2 separate regions of the Mus musculus genome follow, and region 2 is linked to region 1. A link is a contact called in public HiChIP or PLAC-seq data. All regions are on one chromosome and are shown on one strand. The core of a region is the stretch at or near the end of the contact, and the rest is flanking DNA. Distances in the headings are between cores, read along the strand shown. Region 1 holds the start of Ephb4 (Eph receptor B4). Region 2 overlaps Zan (zonadhesin).

The links. HiChIP or PLAC-seq counts read pairs in DNA pulled down with a chosen protein or histone mark.
Region 2: a contact with region 1 is called in a FOXA1 HiChIP or PLAC-seq map of pancreatic cancer cells. The contact joins the enhancer-like site here to the promoter of Ephb4 in region 1. A contact is called at or near these places in 3 of 39 promoter capture datasets (the 3T3-L1 cell line, the C10 cell line and the HPC-7 cell line), 3 of 484 Hi-C or Micro-C datasets (bone marrow-derived macrophages and cortical neurons), 2 of 115 datasets of contacts at active chromatin or transcription factors (embryonic forebrain and pancreatic cancer cells) and 3 of 9 other capture datasets (adipose tissue, liver and pancreatic islet).

Annotation. Positions count from the first base shown.
Region 1 is chr5:137,348,074-137,352,704 of GRCm38.p6, forward strand. It overlaps Ephb4 (Eph receptor B4), which reads left to right and starts at 2,036. Exons shown (of 17, transcript NM_010144.6): 1 at 2,036-2,576. The coding sequence starts at 2,525. It overlaps Gm52791 (a long non-coding RNA gene), which reads right to left and starts at 1,979. Exons shown (of 3, transcript XR_003955817.1): 1 at 1,006-1,979.
Region 2 is chr5:137,453,107-137,457,737 of GRCm38.p6, forward strand. Zan (zonadhesin) reads right to left here. Exons shown (of 88, transcript NM_011741.2): 18 at 3,461-3,585; 19 at 3,083-3,228; 20 at 2,146-2,289; 21 at 1,096-1,215; 22 at 814-983. Among named protein-coding and RNA genes, the nearest start is that of Zan, 22 kb to the right of the region's middle. Within about 2 kb of position 2,320, at least 52 of the 459 cell types and tissues checked have an H3K27ac peak or open chromatin away from gene starts, as enhancers often do. A contact at or near this core is called in pancreatic cancer cells and pancreatic islet, where this site is marked.

The DNA of each region.
Region 1 (4,631 bases), core at 786-3,285:
GGAAAAGGGAAATCACGGGATTTTCACCAGTGCGCGCTCTCTCTCTCTCTCTCTCTCTCTCTCTCTCTCTCTCTGTGTGTGTGTGTGTGTGTGTGTGTGTGTGTGTGTGTGTGTGTGTGTGTAAGACTTGCAATGTAGTCCAGTCTGGTTCCACTTTCCTCCCAAGTTGTGGGAGTATGACCACACTGGATCTGTGTAGGAATGGGATGGAACTCAGGGCTTTCTGGGTGCTAGAGAAACTGTTTACCAAATTCTCTACTGATAGCAGCAGAGAGGCCAGCCCAGGAGTCATTCTTACTGATACACTGTCTTTGGGTTTTCGGAATAATCTGATGGGCTCTTTCATCTTTTCAGCTGGGTCTCATCAACCGAACCCTCCTCCACGCCTGCCTCTGTCATCCAGGCTGCTTGTCTCTCCTCTATTGAGGCGTTAATCGTCTCTGCATACTAATGAATTGCTTATCCCACTAAATGTGAAAATTTTTAAGCAATCAAAGGCTTGAAGTGGGCTGCTGATGGTGGCTCCTAGGGTGAGAACAAGCCACGACTCAGAAATTCAGGGGGACCCGGATGCAGAATGATAGCTGCAAAAAAGGGGGTGTCTGTGGATAAGAGAAGGGGAGCCTGAGTCTGCGTGGGGAAGGAGGAGGGGACTCCCAGATCTAGCCGGTCAGCCTGGCTCCAGCCAAGCCGGCTGTTTCCTGCCCTGGCTGACCCCCCACCCCGGAGCGGGACCCAGGCAGGGCTGTGAGGAAGGGCAGGGGGTGGGGAGCACTACTTGCGCCAGGAAGATAAGTGCACGGGGACAAAAGGCCATCACGGGTCTCCCGCGCCCGCTGGTGTGTGTGTGCGCGCAGGCGGACAAGAGGTCATCACCGGTCTCCCGCGCCCGCTGGGGTGTGTGTGTGCGCCCTTAGGGTATTTGGCAGACTCCCAGGTGCCCCAGACTCCTACCTCAGAGTTTCCAGACCCTGTACTAATTACCTTAAATTAAAGTCTCCTTACCGCAGCCCTTAAAGGACCGACTTCGGGAACAGCACCTCTCTCATCCAACCATCCCGTGCCCCACACTCACAGTGCCCTGATGTAGATAGGAGGCCGTCTTTCCTGGACCCTCCCCTCAAACTGATGGATGAGAGGGGGTGCTAGCAAATGAGAGGAAGGGCCCTCCCAGCCATCCCGAGGGCCCCCAGGAGCCAGACAGGAAACAGCCTCAGGAAAGAGCCACAACGGTCCCTACCCCCGCCTTGGAGGTCAAGGCTGCAGGCGGCGGGGAAGTGTCCCCCTCCTTTAAAAAAATGAAATGAGGTGTTACGGAGATCCCTCACCCTCTCTGACACGCCTGCCTTTTATTTACATTTTCTATACTTTGGGTTTCAAACCACTTTCTCCAGCGTTAGGCTGCGCGCTCAGTGGATCTCCAGGACTTAACGAGCACGCACTGATTGTGTGAGCGCTCTCTCCGGAGATAGACAAGCTGGGATTATTGCTTGAGGAACGGAGGTCTGTTGGGAAGCTCTCCATACCCAAATGCAAAGTTTTAACCTTCTCCTCCCAAATGCAATCCCCTGCTCCAACTAGGTGGCAGGGGGCGCATCCAGATGTGGAATCTCAGGTCCCGCTGCAAGGTCAAAGCAGGCTTTGTGTGGGGGCATTCACATTTACGCACACATCTGTGAGGCCTGGTAGGTTCAGGTCAGTCCTGAGGATTCCTGGGCTACTGCCCCAACATGCACAATCAGGGGTAGTAGGCATGGGACACCCAGCACCCCTGGACAGTCCCTAAGTTCCACACATGCCGCCCCTCCCCCTCTTGCAAACTTTCTCCTAACTTCCCGACAGGCTCAGTTCGGGCGGCCCCCCCTCTCATGAATTATTCAGCAGCATAGGAGCCAATCAGCTCCCCGTGCACCCCCCCCTCCCAGAGAAACCCGGGCTCCAGGGTGTTGGGAGATGGGGCGGGGGGAAACTCTGACATGGGACTGTCTCCGCCTCCTATGCGCCCCTCCCTCCTAGGCCAGGCGCCGCCCGACTCAGTCTCGACTCGGCCCAGCCCTGGCCCAGCCTGTTTCCCTCCCTCCTGCTCGGTTCCCACTTTGGTTTCCACCTTCCTTGACCGCGACCGGCGCACTAACCCCGGCGGCGCGACATCCACCAACCACTCCAGGGAGCGAGAGAGACCGCGAGCAATCGGCCCACCCCAGCCAGCCAGGGCGGGACCCCCGAAGCCCCGAAGGGACCCCTAACTCTCAGCCACGTCCCGATCTCCGCCCGCCCAGCGACGGCCACTGCCAGGACGTCCCCCCTCAAGGCTGGCCTCCCCGCGCGCGCGCGCTGCGGCGGGGACGTGGGGGCCGCACCTGAGCGCGGGTGCCTGGCGCGCCCGCATGGGCCATCGTTGAGAGGCCCTCGACGGAAAGTCCCAGCAGCAGAGTCGGTGTGCACCCGCCCAGGGGAGGGTCAGACCTGGGGGGGCCAGGGCCCCCCAAACTCGGATCGCATTCAGCCAAAGTGAGGCGGCGCCATGGAGCTCCGAGCGCTGCTGTGCTGGGCTTCCCTCGCCACTGCTTTAGAAGGTGAGTTTTCTTGGGGTGCCCCCTGTTCTTGGGGTCCCCCAAAGTTGTGCCTCAGAGTGCAAAAGCTGGTCTCTCCCTATCCCAACTCCGGTACCCCTTAAACACTTCGGACCAATAGCACTAGAACGGGAGGGGGCGGGGAGGAGGCGGCCTGGCGGGGAGTGGGGTTTTTCTTTTGTTTGGGAAAGAGATGGAGTCGAGAGCTCAGACCCGGGACCTTCCCTTACCCAGCCTTCTAAATTCTCAGTCCTGATGCCAAAGGCCCATGACAGCCTTCCTTTTCCTGTCCACCCTAATGTTCAAAACTATCCCCCAAAGTTTTTATCCTCTCTCCACCTCTGGCTAAACTCCAGGGGAAAGTTCCTGAAGGGGCACTTGCAGGCGAGGCAGACCCCAGCTAGGCCGTAAAGCGACCCCCACCTCTGGTTCCCTAGCGTTCATTCACACCTGGACTCCACACCCCAGTCAGGATGGCCCCATCTGCAGCCCCACTCTCCAACTCCCAAATGGCTGGCCAGGCTACTGACCTCGTGCAGACTCTTTTCTTGTTTTTCTCAAGGCTGTACCCCAACCTTTTACATGCCATTTAGACCTCAACTTTTCCCAAGGCTGAGGCTTTCTTCCAGCCATGCAAGCCCGCAGAAACTGCCTAACACCGGCCTGTGTCGCCCTAATTCACCCCAGCTGGCCGCCTCCTAGCCCGCCTCAGATTTCTGGTTTTTTTTTTTTTTTTCCTTCTGTATTCCTCTCCAAATGCCTCTTCAGATCTGTGAGCCCCTAACTCCACAGTCCCTCTTGGGGCTGCACAGGACTCATAACCCCCTTTCCTGCCTCCCTAATCTCTTTTCAATGAATTTGGCTCCCCCACAACCTCCCTTGCTGCTTAGAATCAAAGGAGAATCTGGGGAGTGGGACACAAGAGTGGGGGAGATCTCTCCCTGAAGCGATGGAATCAAAGGAGCTCCCTCTAGGCTGGGCAGTGCTGTTCTGGGCTGATCAAAGTGTGGGAATGGGGTGAGGACAGACTTTGGGCTCCTGGAGAGGAGGAAGTCAAATGGGCAGAGCACCCATGAAGTGTGTCTGGAGGGAAAGACGGGCCAATAGGAAATGCCCCTTCTCGCCTGCGCTACCTGAATGATTCTCAAGCCCCTGCCTTCACCTGTGCCAACTGCGATTATTTTACTGTTATTTTGCCCAGCAAAAAAGGAGAGTTCTTGTTTCCTTAACAGGTGACAAACTAAAGCTTTAGAAATGTTAATTAGTTTATCCAAGGCCTCAGGCCCTAAAGGAGGTGTAAACTGGGAGATGTGGTGGTGGGGGGGGGAGGGGACGACGACCTAGAAATGGAGCCCTGGAGGGAAGGAGGTGAGAGGTGGGTCTGGGAACTGGGGGACTGAAGTGAGCTGGAGGCAAACTGGCGTGTTGTGGATGCAGGGAAAGTGAGTCTGGGCTCAGCTCAACAGGCTGAAGAGCAGCCTGTTGCACAGACAGTGTGTAAATTGGAGACAGGAAAACGCTATCCAGGCTGGAACAATGGAGGGTGGGGACGGCGGCCTCTATCCACCCCCTTCCCAGAACCGTGGGCATCCTGTCCCCAACGTGTTCTGCTGTCTCCTGCCACCCATTAGAGGGGCCGGTAGGCTTTGCCTCTGGCTGCTCAGGTTCCTGCCTGCCCCCTACACCCTGAGACAGCACCGCAACTTTGAGGTGATGCCTCCCTCATCCACCCTAACTCCAGGCACTCCTCTCTCTCAAAGCCAAAGGGGAGGGCGGGACCTGGTCCCAGGTGTTCCGCTGACTCCCCTGGAGGCCCACTCTCAACGCATGTGGTTCCCAGACTCCTGCCCCCTCCCAGGTTGCCTACCCTCACCAGGGGATTCCCCAACCCTCCCTTCCTCCCTCCCGGTTGTGTTGCCAGTGAAGTCTGCACATCTCCTAATCCCTTCCTGGGTCAGCATCATGTCTGCTCCCCTCAAATGATCCCAGAGCCCCTCCAGGTGTGTTCACACACAACTCCCCACCCCTAAACTCTCCTCCTTTCTTTCTCCTAACCAA
Region 2 (4,631 bases), core at 1,070-3,569, 110 kb after region 1:
AGCAAACCAAACAAGAACAGCTGCCTAAACCAAGCCCATCGCTTGGTGGCTACCAAGGCCCTCCATGCTTGAAGGCAGATAGCTACCAATTAGAAGATATACCGGCTTTGATATGTAGACATTCTCAGGAAGCAAGGCCATCAACAGCTTGATCCTGGGCGTGGGTGTCTGCTAATGCAGCTACCTCAGAGGACTGGGGAGGTCTGTACCAGAGCTTCAGCTCAGACACAAACAGTCTACTCTGAATGCAGTGTGGATTTGGTGGACCACATAAATACACTGTCTCCCTCCCTACAGAACCCCTGACTTGTCTTCCTCTTCCTCCTCCCCTTCTGCCTCTTCCTCTTCATCCTTTTCCTCTACTTGCTCCTCCTGTCCTACTTCTTCTCCCCTTCCTTCTCCTCCTGCCTCCCCCCAACCCCTCCAGTGCTGAGGACTGAATCCAGGGCCTTGGGCACATTAGTAAAGTGCTCTCCATTTGAGCCACACCCCAACTCCTCACTGACAGATTCTAGGCAAGAGCCTTATTACTAAGCCCCCAGGTTATGGATTCTCGGCACACGCTCTCCTGCTGAGCTACCTGTCAAGCCCTGTTATTTGTTTGTTTGTTTGTTTGTTTGTTTGGAAAAGAAGCCTCCCTGAATTGCTCAGCCTGGTCTTGAACGTGAGACCAAGCAACTGAGGGATACATCCAGCTCTACTCACTGCCCTGTCCTCTTATGGAAGCAAAATGGGGGTTCAACAGGGTATACCCTGACTGGATCTGTAGGAAGTGTTGCCAGATCTTCCCACATGCTTTGGGTCCCAACTCACGGCAGAACTGGGGTTCCCTCCAGGGCTTCACAGGATAGCCGGCATCCTGGCAGGTGGCCGTCATGGCTGACATGTGAGCACAGAGCTTCTGCTGGAGACCTTGGAAGCTACACATGTCAGTCACACAGTTATCCAGGAAGGATGAGGCCTTCAGGTGGAGCAGGCATGCCCTGGGGAGAGAAGCTGAATCAGATGGCAGGAGAGGGCAGAGCCTCTATGCTCCACCTCAGAGAAACGCCAGTACCTAGCAAACCCTTGCAACCCATCTGCTTCCCTCCATACTCAAAGGGTCCACTTGGGTTGACAAGCTGTCCACATAACTTGGGTCCCGACATAGTGCTCCCCAAAGCAGCGTCACAAGATGGGGGATTCTTCTTCTTCTGACACCTGGAAGAGACCCAACTGAAGAAGACAGTAAAGCTGGAAGAGCCCAAAAGAGGTGGAAAAGCTGGAGTCTCCAGGTAAGGAAAAAGAAAAGGGCAATGCTGGTCAGTTTATATTTTGTTCTTTTTGAGACGATATCACTACATTAGCCAGGCGTGGTCCCAAGTCTCCTATACTCCTGGAAACCTAAAGATCACAGGCAAGACTTTACCCCTTGTAACTTTTGTTTCATTTTTTTTTTTTAACATTGCTGGGATCAATACAGGATCTGGTGCATACTAGTTAAGGGTTCCACTAAAGAGCCACGCCCCCAGCCCGTCCCTGGGGGATTCTAGGCAGGGGCTCTACCACTGAGCCACGCCCCCAGCCCCTCCCTGGGGGATTCTAGGCAGAGGCTCTACCACTGAGCCACGCCCCCAGCCCCTCCCTGGGGGATTCTAGGCAGGTGCTCTACCACTGAGCCACACCCACAGCCCCTCACTGGGGGATTCTAGGCAGGGGCTCTACCACTGAGCCACGCCCCCAGCCCCTCCCTGGGGGATTCTAGGCAGGTGCTCTACCACTGAGCCACACCCACAGCCCCTTACTGGGGGATTCTAGGCAGGTGTTCTACCACTGAGCCACGCCCCCAGCCCCTCACTGGAGGATTCTAGGCAGGGGCTCTACCACTGAGCCACGCCCCCCAGCCCCTCACTGGGGGATTCTAGGCAGGTGCTCTATCACTGAGCCACGCCCCCAGCTCCTCCCTGGGGGATTCTAGGCTCTACCACTGAGCTGTATCCTCAGCTCTTGGATTTTAGAAATCAGATCTTGATGTCTGCAGATCCAGACATCCCTGCATCTTCTGGAATGACAGACAGGAACAACTAAGCCCAGCACTGGTAGATCTGAAAATGGGCAAAAGTCGAGGAAGAGTAGTCCCAGCCCACAGTGGGGACCCTCACTCACTCCTTGTCCTCATCCTCTTCCACCTGCCAGCTCAGCCTCAGCTCCTCCTCATCGTGTGTCATCATGCCATCTGACTTCAGGTTGTCGTTGCTGCTGTCCCCGTCATAGTTCCCACAGAAACCACAGAGTTTGCCCGAGAAGGTACTGTGGGTCCAGGAGAGGGGTGAGTCATGACTGAGGAAAAGGGTCTCAGTCATCAGAGACCACAGCAAGAGGACAGTGAGCTGTGCGCCCTGAGGGTAAGAGCCAGGAATGCATTGAGAACATCTACTCTTAAGAGTCTGTGATAGGCTTCAGATATGTAAGACCCCCACTCAGCCTCAGCCTGAGCCATCTGTACAGGGTCTCCTCTGTTCTTTCTGCTTAACAACTCTACTCTCTCTTGGGTTTAAATCTCTCTCCTCTCTCTCTCTCTCTCTCTCTCTCTCTCTCTCTCTCTCCCTCCCTCCCTCTCTCTCAGTGTGTGTGTGTGTGTGTGCTCTCTCTCTCTCTTCCTCTCTCTCTCTCTCTCTCTCTCTCTCTCTCTCTCTCTCTCTCTCTCTGTGTGTGTGTGTGTGTGTCTGTATGTGTGTGTCTGTATGTGCCTGTGTGTTCCAGGGGTGGAATTAGCTCTTTACCAGCTGAGCCACCTCCCTTGTCATCTTTGTCCACCCATCTGGGGAGCCACTATTCCCTGAAGAATGATATCTTCTCTTCTGACAGCTCTTGAGCGTCCCCGAGTGACTCTTTATAACACATTCCCAAGGCCCTGTGTACATATCTGCTATTACCCCACTGCCCTCACTCCACTTCCTACTGTTTCCCTTCTGCCACTTGGGTGAGATGCAGCCTAGCTTTAAGGACACGTGTAAATGATTAACCACAAGTAACTGAAATGCCTGGGGTGAGGCCGAGGGTGTGGAGGGTTCTGGCTGCCTGACTAGGCCGTCTCCCTTACCTGGACACAGTCACAAAAAGCTGCTGGTCACCATCCCATCTCACACGCAAACCAAATGTTGTCCTCAGCTCCACAAATCTCCCACTCAGACCCACATAGGTGTCATCAGAAAGTATGGCTGGGAGGGTGACTTCCTGATCCCCAATCTGGGAGAGAGGAGACAGAGAGACTGATGTGGGGGGGGTGTCAAGTAGGACCATAAAACTCTAACACCTCATCCAAGGCCAGAGCACATCACCACTCCACGGCATCCCTCCAACTTCTCTCCTCTAGACTGGCTTGAAGCATCATCATTTTGCTTAGTCCCAACCCTAACAGAGTCTCCAGGCTGACCATGGCCTGGCCTGGTGGAGTGAGCAAAGGATAGAACTAACTCACCAATGTGTGTCTGCCACTGATCATGGTAACGGTAGTCTCTGGCAGAGAGATGACAACTTTGTCCAGGCAGGATACACCTTCTACTCCACGTTCTTCGGTGTTTGCTGTTATCCTAAAGAAGTGGTCTAGATGGAGAGAGAGCAGTGCTGAGGGGCTAAGTCACAACCAACTATTTGCTTGGTTGGTTGGTTGGTGATTTGATTGTTTGGTTGGTTGTTAGTTGTTTGTTTGTTTGTTTGTTTGGTTGGTTGGTTGGCTGGTTGATTTCAGACAGGGTCTCATTATATCTAAGGCTAGCTTCAAACTTTTTCACATTGCTGAGTATGACCTTAAACTCTGGGGATACCACCTCCTCCTCTCCAGTGCTCAGATTATAGATATTTGCTACCATGTCCAGCTTAGGTGGCTCTGGGGGTGGAAGCCAGGGCTTTGTCTAAACTGGCACTTAAGCAACAGAGCTACATCCCCAGTCCCTGTTGGATTTGGGACAGTCTTACTATGTATGCCAAGCTAAAACTCAAAATCTTCTTGCCTCCACCTCCAGAATGCTGGGATTAAAAGCATGTACCACCCATTCTCTGCTTTCTGAGACCCTAGTTGTGGTGGCGGTGTCCAACTTGGCACTACAGGGTAGAGGGCTCAGGATATATCTCTGAGACAGTAAAGGACTCAGAATCCAAATGGAAAGGGCCATGCCATGATTGTCTCCTTTCAAGATTGCCTGTCTCCCCTCAATGGACTGGGACATCTTCAGGAAATCATGTTCATTTGTGACTCCGTCTCACCCTTTTTGTGAGACAAGGCTCCCAAGTAGCCCAGGCTAGCCTCAGACTCTCTGTAACTGAGATGACTTTGTAGTGCTGACCTTCCTGCCTCCAGCTGCCCAGTGCTGAGAGGAGAGGTGAGTACTCCAAGTGGTTAATGAGGCTCTAGGACTGGAAAGCAGGACCTCTACTAACTGACCCACATCCCCAAAACAAGAGTCCCTTTTACAGTCATTGTCTCTTTCCCAGGGGAAGCATCCACAGCAGCAGGGCACTTCAGCTGTTTCTCCAGGACTGTGGGCCTGAAAGCACTCCCACTGTGTGTGCATATCCCAACTGCTCTTTAACAGAGGACCTTGCCCAATACAGCCCCTTTCTGCCATCTATCACCAATTCTGTTCAACCGC